Linked DNA regions of Dromaius novaehollandiae: region 2 is linked to region 1. A link is a contact called in public Hi-C data. All regions are on one chromosome and are shown on one strand. Each heading gives the region's core, a stretch centred on a gene start, on an enhancer-like site or on the middle of the called end of the contact. The rest is flanking DNA. Distances are from core to core; before and after follow the strand shown. Region 1 overlaps ST7 (suppression of tumorigenicity 7). Region 2 holds the start of CAPZA2 (capping actin protein of muscle Z-line subunit alpha 2).

Region 1 (4,573 bases), core at 1,058-3,557:
ATCCATTCCACTCAGGTAGCGCTCAGTCACCCCAGCAAGGACATAAGTTCCCCTGGGATCCCTATTCAGTCAACAAAGTTACTGTTCAGTGCTCAAGAGGCTGACTCATCTTATGCAGGCTGACCTGCTTCTTGCTGCCTACCTCTCAGAGGAATCCCCTGGCAACGAAAATCTCCAAATCTGAAACATCAGCTAAGTAACTTCCAGAGATGGAACATCAGTGGCAGAGCTGTAACGGCACACAAGCTGTCTCAGTGCAAAACTGACACTTCGCTGCCTCTATCACGTAAGTGATGTAGTATCATCTTTATCATCAGAGCAAATGAGCAGGTATTCATTATAGTAATATATAAATGCATAATAAAAAAATCACAACTCATACATATATACTGCTCAGGTAAGGCTCTCAAAACACTTCCTCAGTCTTATGTTTACTCAGAAAAACTATATGCAATATAAAAGAGGCCTCAGAGCGTCAAAGTCAACTTTCTAAAACGTGATTTATTCAGAAACAGACACCATCAACTTTTTTTTGCAGCACCCATACCTTGCACTGAAATTCACAGGAGCTGTGAATGTTGGAACCTCACAAAATCAAGCCTCAGATGCCTGAAATCAGGCACCCTAAAATGGAGGACTCATTTTTTAAACCTGACTGCATTACGCCTTGCCCAAAGTCACAAATCAAATCACTAGCTGAGTGCAAAATGGAACAACCCCGTAAGCTATTGAAAACCACTGTGCTTCCACCTACTAAAGTGAAATCCAAATGTTGTTTACACACTATTTCCATTACCCTAAGAATCAAGCAACGCAAAAGCAGATGGGCATTCTTGACATCTTTTCCTGATTATTTTCTTGACAGTGTTTTAACTATGCTGCAAGACTCTGTAAAAGAATGAAAGTAAAAATACTGCCTGCCTTTGGAAATGGTATTAGAGAAAGCACATGCGATTTAGCTGAAGTTTCAGAACAAGGAGAGGAAACGTGCATTTGCCTTATGATAACAGAGCCGGAGCAATAAACATTGCATGAGTTTGGAAAGATATAATTATCCTGAGCAATTAATGAAGCAGTTCTGTCTTTTATCTGACAGCAAAACAAATTTAAAGAAAGCCTCATATGGTCTCATGGCTCAGGATGAAATGATACTTATACCATCTGCCTATGGCAGGGGTTGGACACTCATTTTGACAAGCCACAAAACTCCAGGGAAGCCTAGCTAACCTGTAGCAGCCACCAATTTGACAGGTAGTGGCAAAGAATAGCACTCAGAGCATTTGGCCACTGACTTTCACTGGACCGAGATGTCCACAAATGTCTACTCAATGCATGAATATCTGCTATTTGCATGAAAGGCTTGGAAGGCAGAGCATGGTATCTGTGGGTGGGGTAAACTTGTGGGTGTTTCTGGATTACAGGCAATCTCTTAACTTTCCACAATTCCTGTATGTGACTACTCAGGTTTAGCCACAATCTAGCTCTCAGGCCTCATACTCTTAAACCTTGATCCTGTTAAAATGCAGGCATGCACCTAATTTTGCAGTTCATGAACAGTCTTGCTGATTTCAATTTACTGCAAGTCCATGGCCTTAAGCAGCAACAGTCCGGCTTATTTTCCTTATTAGACAAATAACAGCTTTCACTTTCCTCCATACTAAGTGACTCAAGACATCTGAACTTTAAAAAGCAAAGCTTAGCTTTATACAACATAAATTGCACAGCTATGGTTTCCACACCATTTCCCATATACTTTTCATCCAGTTTTTTAAAGAAATCAGTACGTATTGCCAGTCTTCACTGTATTTTTCTTGGGGGGGGGGGGGGCTTCCAGCTTTATTAGAAAGAAAGCCATCATGCATGTGTTTGACCACCGACCGTTTTAGCTTTTCAAGACAAGCTGCGGAGGTTGAGATGGCGTCTCCCCTGAAACGGCTAGCAGGACTGAAAGCAGAGAAGCTCCCATGTGGGCGAGCCTTTGGGCACCCTGAGGATGGGGCGGTTACACTTCCCCCGAAGATGAGGCGAATGTCCGGCTGTGCCCGGGGCCGGCACCTGGGATATTTCCCCCTTCTCACAGAAAAACCCGAATTTCTCGGGGGGGAGGGGGGGCGGGAAGGGGGGCGGCCTCTCACCTGAGACGCTCTGGCGGCTGGAGTCGGCGTCCACGTTGGCGGCGTTGGCGGCGTTGGGCGCGCTGTTGTCCACCCCGCCCAGCAGAGGGCGCAAGTGGCTCACCGAGACCTGCTCGATGAAGGAGGTGCCGTACTTGCGGAAGTACCACCACTCGAAGATCTGCAATACACGCACACACAGCGCCGCGTCAGCGCCCCGCGTCCCGCAGCCGGTAACGGCTCGCGGCCAGGCGCCCTCCCCTCGCTGCTCCGCACCTTTCCCGTCCCTCAGCGGTTCTCGGGAACTCTAAAGGGGAGGGAGCGCGAACAAGCCAGCTGGGGCCTCCCCAGGAGCGAGCACCGCCCTTTCCTCACACTGAGGGGGGTCGCCGCGACGGAAAAGGCCCAGCGAGGCCCCGCCAGCTCCCTCCCGGCCCAAGGAGCACCAAGGCTCGCTCGCCCCAGCCGTGGCCCTCACGGCAGGCAGACGGCTTACTCGTGCGATAGTGGAGTTTAAATTTGATCATAACTCGTGCTGATTCCAGCCAGTCACTTCAGATGAAAACACTGCGCTTTAAACTTTTTTTAAAAAGGTGGAAAATCTCAATCTTTCATCAGCAAGCCCTCCCCCATCCCCCCGGAATGTTATATCAGATGATTTCTCATAAAAGCTTTTAAAATTGTTAGGAACGTTCCTCTGAATGACTTCTGGAAAAAGCCCACGTCCATGCCATCTAAGATTAGGCACAAAGATGCTAAAGTTAAGAGGGTGCTCTTGCCTCACCCTTCCCCAGCTCCCTCTACAGTCAGTGGAAAAACACGAGGAAAAGCAGCTTTGCTTGCTTTCCCAGTAGGAAATTTTAACAGATTTAATTAAAAAAAATATTAAAAATACAGAACAAGACCCAGGAAATGGAATCCTACTGATTGAGATTTTTTTTCCACAACAGAACTGTGAGTTCTTCCCCCCCATCCCCCGACTCAAGTTGATTCAAATTATTTTTTTTTTCAGGTTTTTGGTTCAGCTAGGAAATCAGAAAAATGATTACTTACATAGTTCTACTTGAATAATCATTCTACAGCCTAAAAGATCCCCTTGTAATTGTAATTATATACCTAAATATGTATTTATGACATTTTCCTAGAGAAATTCTATTCTTGAGTAAGAATATGCATATTACAGGAAACAAAACCTGAAAATGAAGAGTATTTCATACAAATAGGGAAAAGATTTTGACTGTAAAAATTATAAATGCACACATATTTGTAATATCCTAAAGGATTTAGCAGTTGCTCTTGAATCATCAACGAAACATCAACATACCAATAGAAGTAAATATAAGTCAAAAATTTTTTTTGCAGAATATGGTAGTACTTTGTAGTATTGATTACACTAGAAATTTTGAATGAATGATCTTTGCTCTTCTTGTTTTCCTCAGTGTTTCCATGTTTTATGCCAGTGCTGAAACCTTTTACGAAATCTCTACAAAACAGGTTGTTTATTCTTACTACAGCTGTCCAAGATCACCAAGTGGATTTATTGAAACTTGAAAGAATTAAATTCACATGATCTACACAATCTGAGATCTGTAGATTAAGTTCTGCTTGGCTGGCACAGAACCAAATCATGGAAGGCCTCTTAGGAGTCTAAATTCTGCACAGAGGTTCAGATTCAGCTCCACACTTTCCCTCCCATGGTCACCTGAATCACCAAAACAGTCTCCATATTTTTCCTTTTTGAAGCTCTCCTGAGGTCTTTATATAATTGAACTGACTTCTATCTCATGAATTTGTCTGTAGACAAGAGATGCTTTTTTATTTTAAGCCTTTCCATAAAGGGAAAAAATTGAAAATAAACCTCTTAGCATAGTAAGAAAATGTTCCTCTCAAAAAGAATACTAATGCATTCAGCATTGGGGCATCCCTTAATTACAGCCATGTTATTACAAAATCTACAGCATTCATATGGAGGAAGCTCACATTAGCTGCACTGGAGTGGAGTGGGAATCTAGCTGGCCATTTGAAGACACACGTTCACACATTTGCATGGCATGGACATGGCAGCCCTGGAGATCACTTGGTCCCCAAAACAATTTAATGGCTATTTTATGAGACATCAACAAGGAAGAATAAAGCAGTCTACTGGGAGAAGACAGAAGGACTATGTGAGTAGTGAGCAGACATAAAGGTCACAAGAACTTGGGAAGATAAACAGATGGCCACAGAGAAGTCAGAACATAAATACATCCAGATTGTTGTGAAATCTACATTCCAGGCAAAGTACCGAAAACCCACACGGCATTTATATTTCCTACTTATGTAGGTACCACGATGCTTTTGTCACTCCATTTGTTACTTCTGCATGTACTTGCAGTAGTACCCAACTGGAAATCACAGGCGCCAGGGACAAAAGTGTCACTATATATCTGCTCTGTACTGATAAGACTTCCCCAGGCATC
Region 2 (4,296 bases), core at 176-2,675, 140 kb after region 1:
GAAGTTCTTACAGGACAAAATAACAGACTACCACACATACTTCTTGCTTACATAACTTCTTGTACCAACACAGAGGTGGTATTTGAATGTGAATTACATAGAGCAGGACATAGTTTTAAAGCCTCTTGCTGGGAAGAGACAGTGAGATCCCGGAGCTATGCATCTCTTAGCACATCAGTGCATCTCTTGTTCCAAAACGTGGCCCTGTTAACCTCAAACATGCAGAAAGCCTGCTGTGCCATCACCACCAGTTAGACATTTCAAACATTCTTCTTCTAACTTCAGAGAAGTTTCAAACACCATTTTGGTAATGCCTCCCACATTTAAATCATCTCAGCAGCTTCCACAGCCATATAAACCTATGTTTTTATCAGATATGAATGACACTGTGTGTTACATAAAGACAGGGGCAGTGCACCATCATCTGCACAGCCACCACACCCTAGCTCTGAAGCAGGCAGCTGCTATGAGCCTGGATCCCACAGAAGATACGGAGCAGCGATAACTGGGGTCTTACCAGACACCCCACTCGGAGAGGATTTTCAGGAAAATCTGTCTTTAAGAAGTTTCCGATAGCCACACGGAGACTGCACACAGCTCGTTAGTGCAAACCGCCTGCTCCCCGACCTCAGGCTTCCCCAATTGCTGCCTCTCTCAAGAGGAAGTAAAAAAGCTTTGCCCGTCCCCACCCCCCTTCCTCCTCTCCCGGACCTCCCGCATCCCAGCTCCTCCCGGAGACCGCGGCGGGTGCGCGAGGGCACGGCCGCACCGCGGCCTTAGCCCGCCGCGGGGAGAGCAGCGCTGCCGCCCGGGCAGCCAGCTGGCACCGGCGCGGCGGGAGCGGGAAGCGCGGGAGGGGACGGTCCCTGCGTGGCTTCTCCCCCCATCGCTGCGGTCCCCGCGCACCCCGCCGCCCGTCACCGTGCCCGCTGCGCGGCAGGGCCGGCGGCTCCGCTCCGCTGCCCTCTCGGCCGGCCGCCGCCGGACACCGGAACCGCCCCCGCCGGGCCCGGCTCCTGCCCGCCGGGCTCGCACCGTACAAGGAGCGGCGGGGGCTGCCCGGCGCGGCCCTGCCCCCGCCGACCCTCCTCCCGCCCCCTGACTGACAGGCCCGGGCACAGGGAGAAGCTAAAAATACGAAACGCGGCGGCTGCCGGCGACCCCCAACGGCGAGGGCCGAGCTAGCCCCGCGGCCTCATGGCCCGGGCAGTGAGGGGACAAAAGGGCGCCCCGGCTCGGCCGCGGCGCAGCATCCCGCCGCCTGCCCCTACCTTCTCCTCATCAGACAGCTGCTCCTCCAGGTCCGCCATCTTTCCGTCTGGCTCCCAGCAGCGCCGCTCCGGCTGCCGCCCCCGTCTCCTCCCTCCCAGGCAGGAAGGGCGGGGCCCGCTCCCCCCGCTCCGGCGCGCTGGGGAGGCGGTGTCACTACGCATGCGCCTATCCAGCGCCCGCGCCGGCGGGGCCGCTGTTGGGGGGCGGGGCCGCCGCGGCCTCACGACCTCAGCGGGGCGGCTGCGGTCGGCGCGGCCGCCGGGGTAGGCGCGGCCCGCCACCCCATGGCTAATGCCATCCCCGCACCCGGGAGCGCTCGCGATCTGTTGGCCCAGCTCGGGCTGTAGTTTCGCAGCGTGAAGTGCCGGTGGGCGCTGTGGTGGGTGGCTGGGACGCGGCCTGCGCAGCGCCGGCCTCTGTGGGCGCAGCGGGGGGCGGCGAGCGCCCTGCCCTGCCCTGCCCTGCGCTGTCCTGCCCTGCCGTGTCCGGCCGAGCGGCCTGCGCTCGCTGCCGCTTGCCGGCCTCTCCGAGTCGTGGAGTGACGCATTTCAGTGCGTCCGTTGGAAATCTGTGTGGGCGGGCAGGAGTACAAATTACCAGATTTCAGACATCCGCTCAGCAGCGAGCCCGGTATGGGTTAGTGTGTCCTGCTGCCCGTGGAGAGCGAAGCTGAGAATTTGGATGGGGCAAGTTTCAAACAAGAGAATGTTTGGGGATTTCAGGAAGTTTGTTGGAAGGAACTTCGGAAAGTTCAGTTCAATGCCAGCAACAAAGAAGGATAACGTAGACTGTGTAAAGTGGTTGGTGCTCTTGCAGTGGACATAGAAAATGAATGTAGGAACAACATTAAATAGACTGGGAATTTCTTACCACTGAAAGAAGAAACTTGAAAAATGCCTTCTGGCTGTGTGGACCTGCAGGTGCCCAGAGGGATATTTGATATATGGCTTTTAATAACTGACTGAAAGAAGAGGTAGCAGAATGGAGTTTCCAGAAAAGCGGTAATAGAGGAAAGATAACATTTGTCTAACTCAGACCATGGATTTCAGACAAATGAAATTCTGTAACTTGTTCCAACAGTGTGACTGGTAGCGGATGCACAGGGAATGGTGGACGAGCAAGGCAAATACATACTGCTACTCCTGGGGAATGTTTCCTCAGCTTCCAGTATTGCTCGGAAGATAGTCCTCCTCAGTGATCCCCTCCTAACCAGGGCTGTCAAACTATTCTTCAAGGGTCCAGTAGACAGCAGGAAGTTTTGTTTTCTTCCAGGAGCAAACACAAGGTCAGGCTGGAAAAACAGATAAGCAGGAAAAGCTGTTTTAGTAATGATCCATTCTGGCAACACTGAGGTAGCAACAGACTCCATTCTATAGCAGCTGAAAAATTTTAGAGGCCTAAAAAGGAAACCGAAGGAGGAGAACAGCCAGATGACCTTTTCAAGAACTCCTTCCTGTTCCTTGATCAGAAGTAGGAAGTATATGGGAAGTACTCGTCTTAGCCAGATAGGATATTTGGGTTTTATGGAACAGCGGGATAAACTCTGAATAGAGCTGGGTGCCTATATTCTTCGTGTTACTAGTAGGGATACCAATTTCTTGGATGATAAACTATCAAGGGCAGCTGAGAGAATAAAATGAAAAAGGGAGACTAATGCCAGAGATATCCTTATACCACATTTTAATATATGACAACTCCAAAGTATTATGAAATGAACCCAAACGTTACATTATTTGTAAAGGATACATCTTTCAGTTTACTGCGCATTGATGATAGGAATGTAAAATGCACAAGACAATTTGGAGCTTGAGAAAGATTATAGTATGATTAGTGTAACAAAGTTAGTTGGTAGAGTCTTGTGCTTGGGATGTTGAAATTCATAGTGCAGACTTTGTTCCTGAGGACAGAAGGGGTAAAAGGACTAGTGTATTATACTGGAGTGGCCTTTAGTGATCAGATACATTTCAGAAGAACAAGATCTTAGTTATTTAGAGGTTGAAATTCTAATTCATTAAATGAATGATGGTCTGCTGTAGACCACCCAATCTTGCTAGAGAATACGGTGAACTTCTTAAGTGTCTATTTCTAATATGTAAGAAGAAAAACTTTGTTATTGTTACTTCAGACTGAAGGAAATATGGTGGAAGGGTTGTATGTCTGGTGATAACTCTTTGTTGATATTTATAAAATACTAGTTTCTTAATGTGAAACATGGTGTACTTTGCTCAAGGTGAGCAAAGAAGAGCTGATCATTGACCTGAAAATTCAGAGATGCCAAGATACATCTAAGTAGATCATGATTAGTGGTATGAATGTAGCCAACTTCTAGCTGACAGATCTTTTGTGCTATAAAGTTCATCCACATCATGTGTTTTTCTTGCATGAATATCCATTAACAATGCTTGATGTAGTCACATGCAGCTGACCGATCTTGTTGTGCTATAAAGCGCATCGACATCATGTGTTTTTCTTGCATGAGTATGCATACACAATGGTTGATGTAGGCACATCCAGTATAGCAAAATATTCCCCAAATGTATAGAATTTTTCAAGGCTATCGTTCTAGGTGCTTTAAAATGATCATTGCATGGAAGTGAAAGAGAGTGATATTGAACAGGAAGTCATTGCAGTCAAATGGATGTGTGGAATTATGACTACACCATAAATCAATATATAAACAAAAGCTGTAAAAGTAAAAAACAATGAGTATACAAATTGGACAATATGGCTTATTCAGGAAAGTTGAAGAGATATATAAAATATCTGTAGCTAATGAGGATAAAGACAATGGACATGTTAAGAAAATGTTAGGAACAAAATAAAGGGCAAGCAAACCTTATATTTGATAAGGCCATTGTTAGATGCAAGAAGCTGAAGAGTAGTGCAGAAAAGTCTGTGGGTAGTTTGGTTTGGGAACATTTCATGTAATGTTATTTAGACTCGATAAAAGTTAGTAATCTGTAACGGGGAAATGTTGAGCAACATCTGTTGAAATGAGCAGTTTCGAACAACGGAAATTGATAA

What was found. Hi-C and Micro-C count contacts between places; a contact is called where the count stands out from the background.
Region 2: a contact with region 1 is called in a Hi-C map of liver, with 3 times the contacts expected there. The contact joins the promoter of CAPZA2 here to the enhancer-like site in region 1. A contact is called at or near these places in 2 of 4 Hi-C or Micro-C datasets (brain and liver).

What each region holds. Positions count from the first base shown.
Region 1 is chr1:24,187,169-24,191,741 of bDroNov1.hap1, forward strand. It overlaps ST7 (suppression of tumorigenicity 7), which reads right to left. Exons shown (of 15, transcript XM_064507367.1): 3 at 2,136-2,295. Among named protein-coding and RNA genes, the nearest start is that of WNT2, 89 kb to the left of the region's middle. Within about 2 kb of position 2,308, at least 2 of the 2 cell types and tissues checked have open chromatin away from gene starts, as enhancers often do.
Region 2 is chr1:24,332,272-24,336,567 of bDroNov1.hap1, forward strand. CAPZA2 (capping actin protein of muscle Z-line subunit alpha 2) reads right to left here and starts at 1,426. Exons shown (of 10, transcript XM_026097350.2): 1 at 1,272-1,426. The coding sequence starts at 1,310. LOC112981594 (a long non-coding RNA gene) reads left to right here and starts at 1,454. Exons shown (of 4, transcript XR_003258762.2): 1 at 1,454-2,557.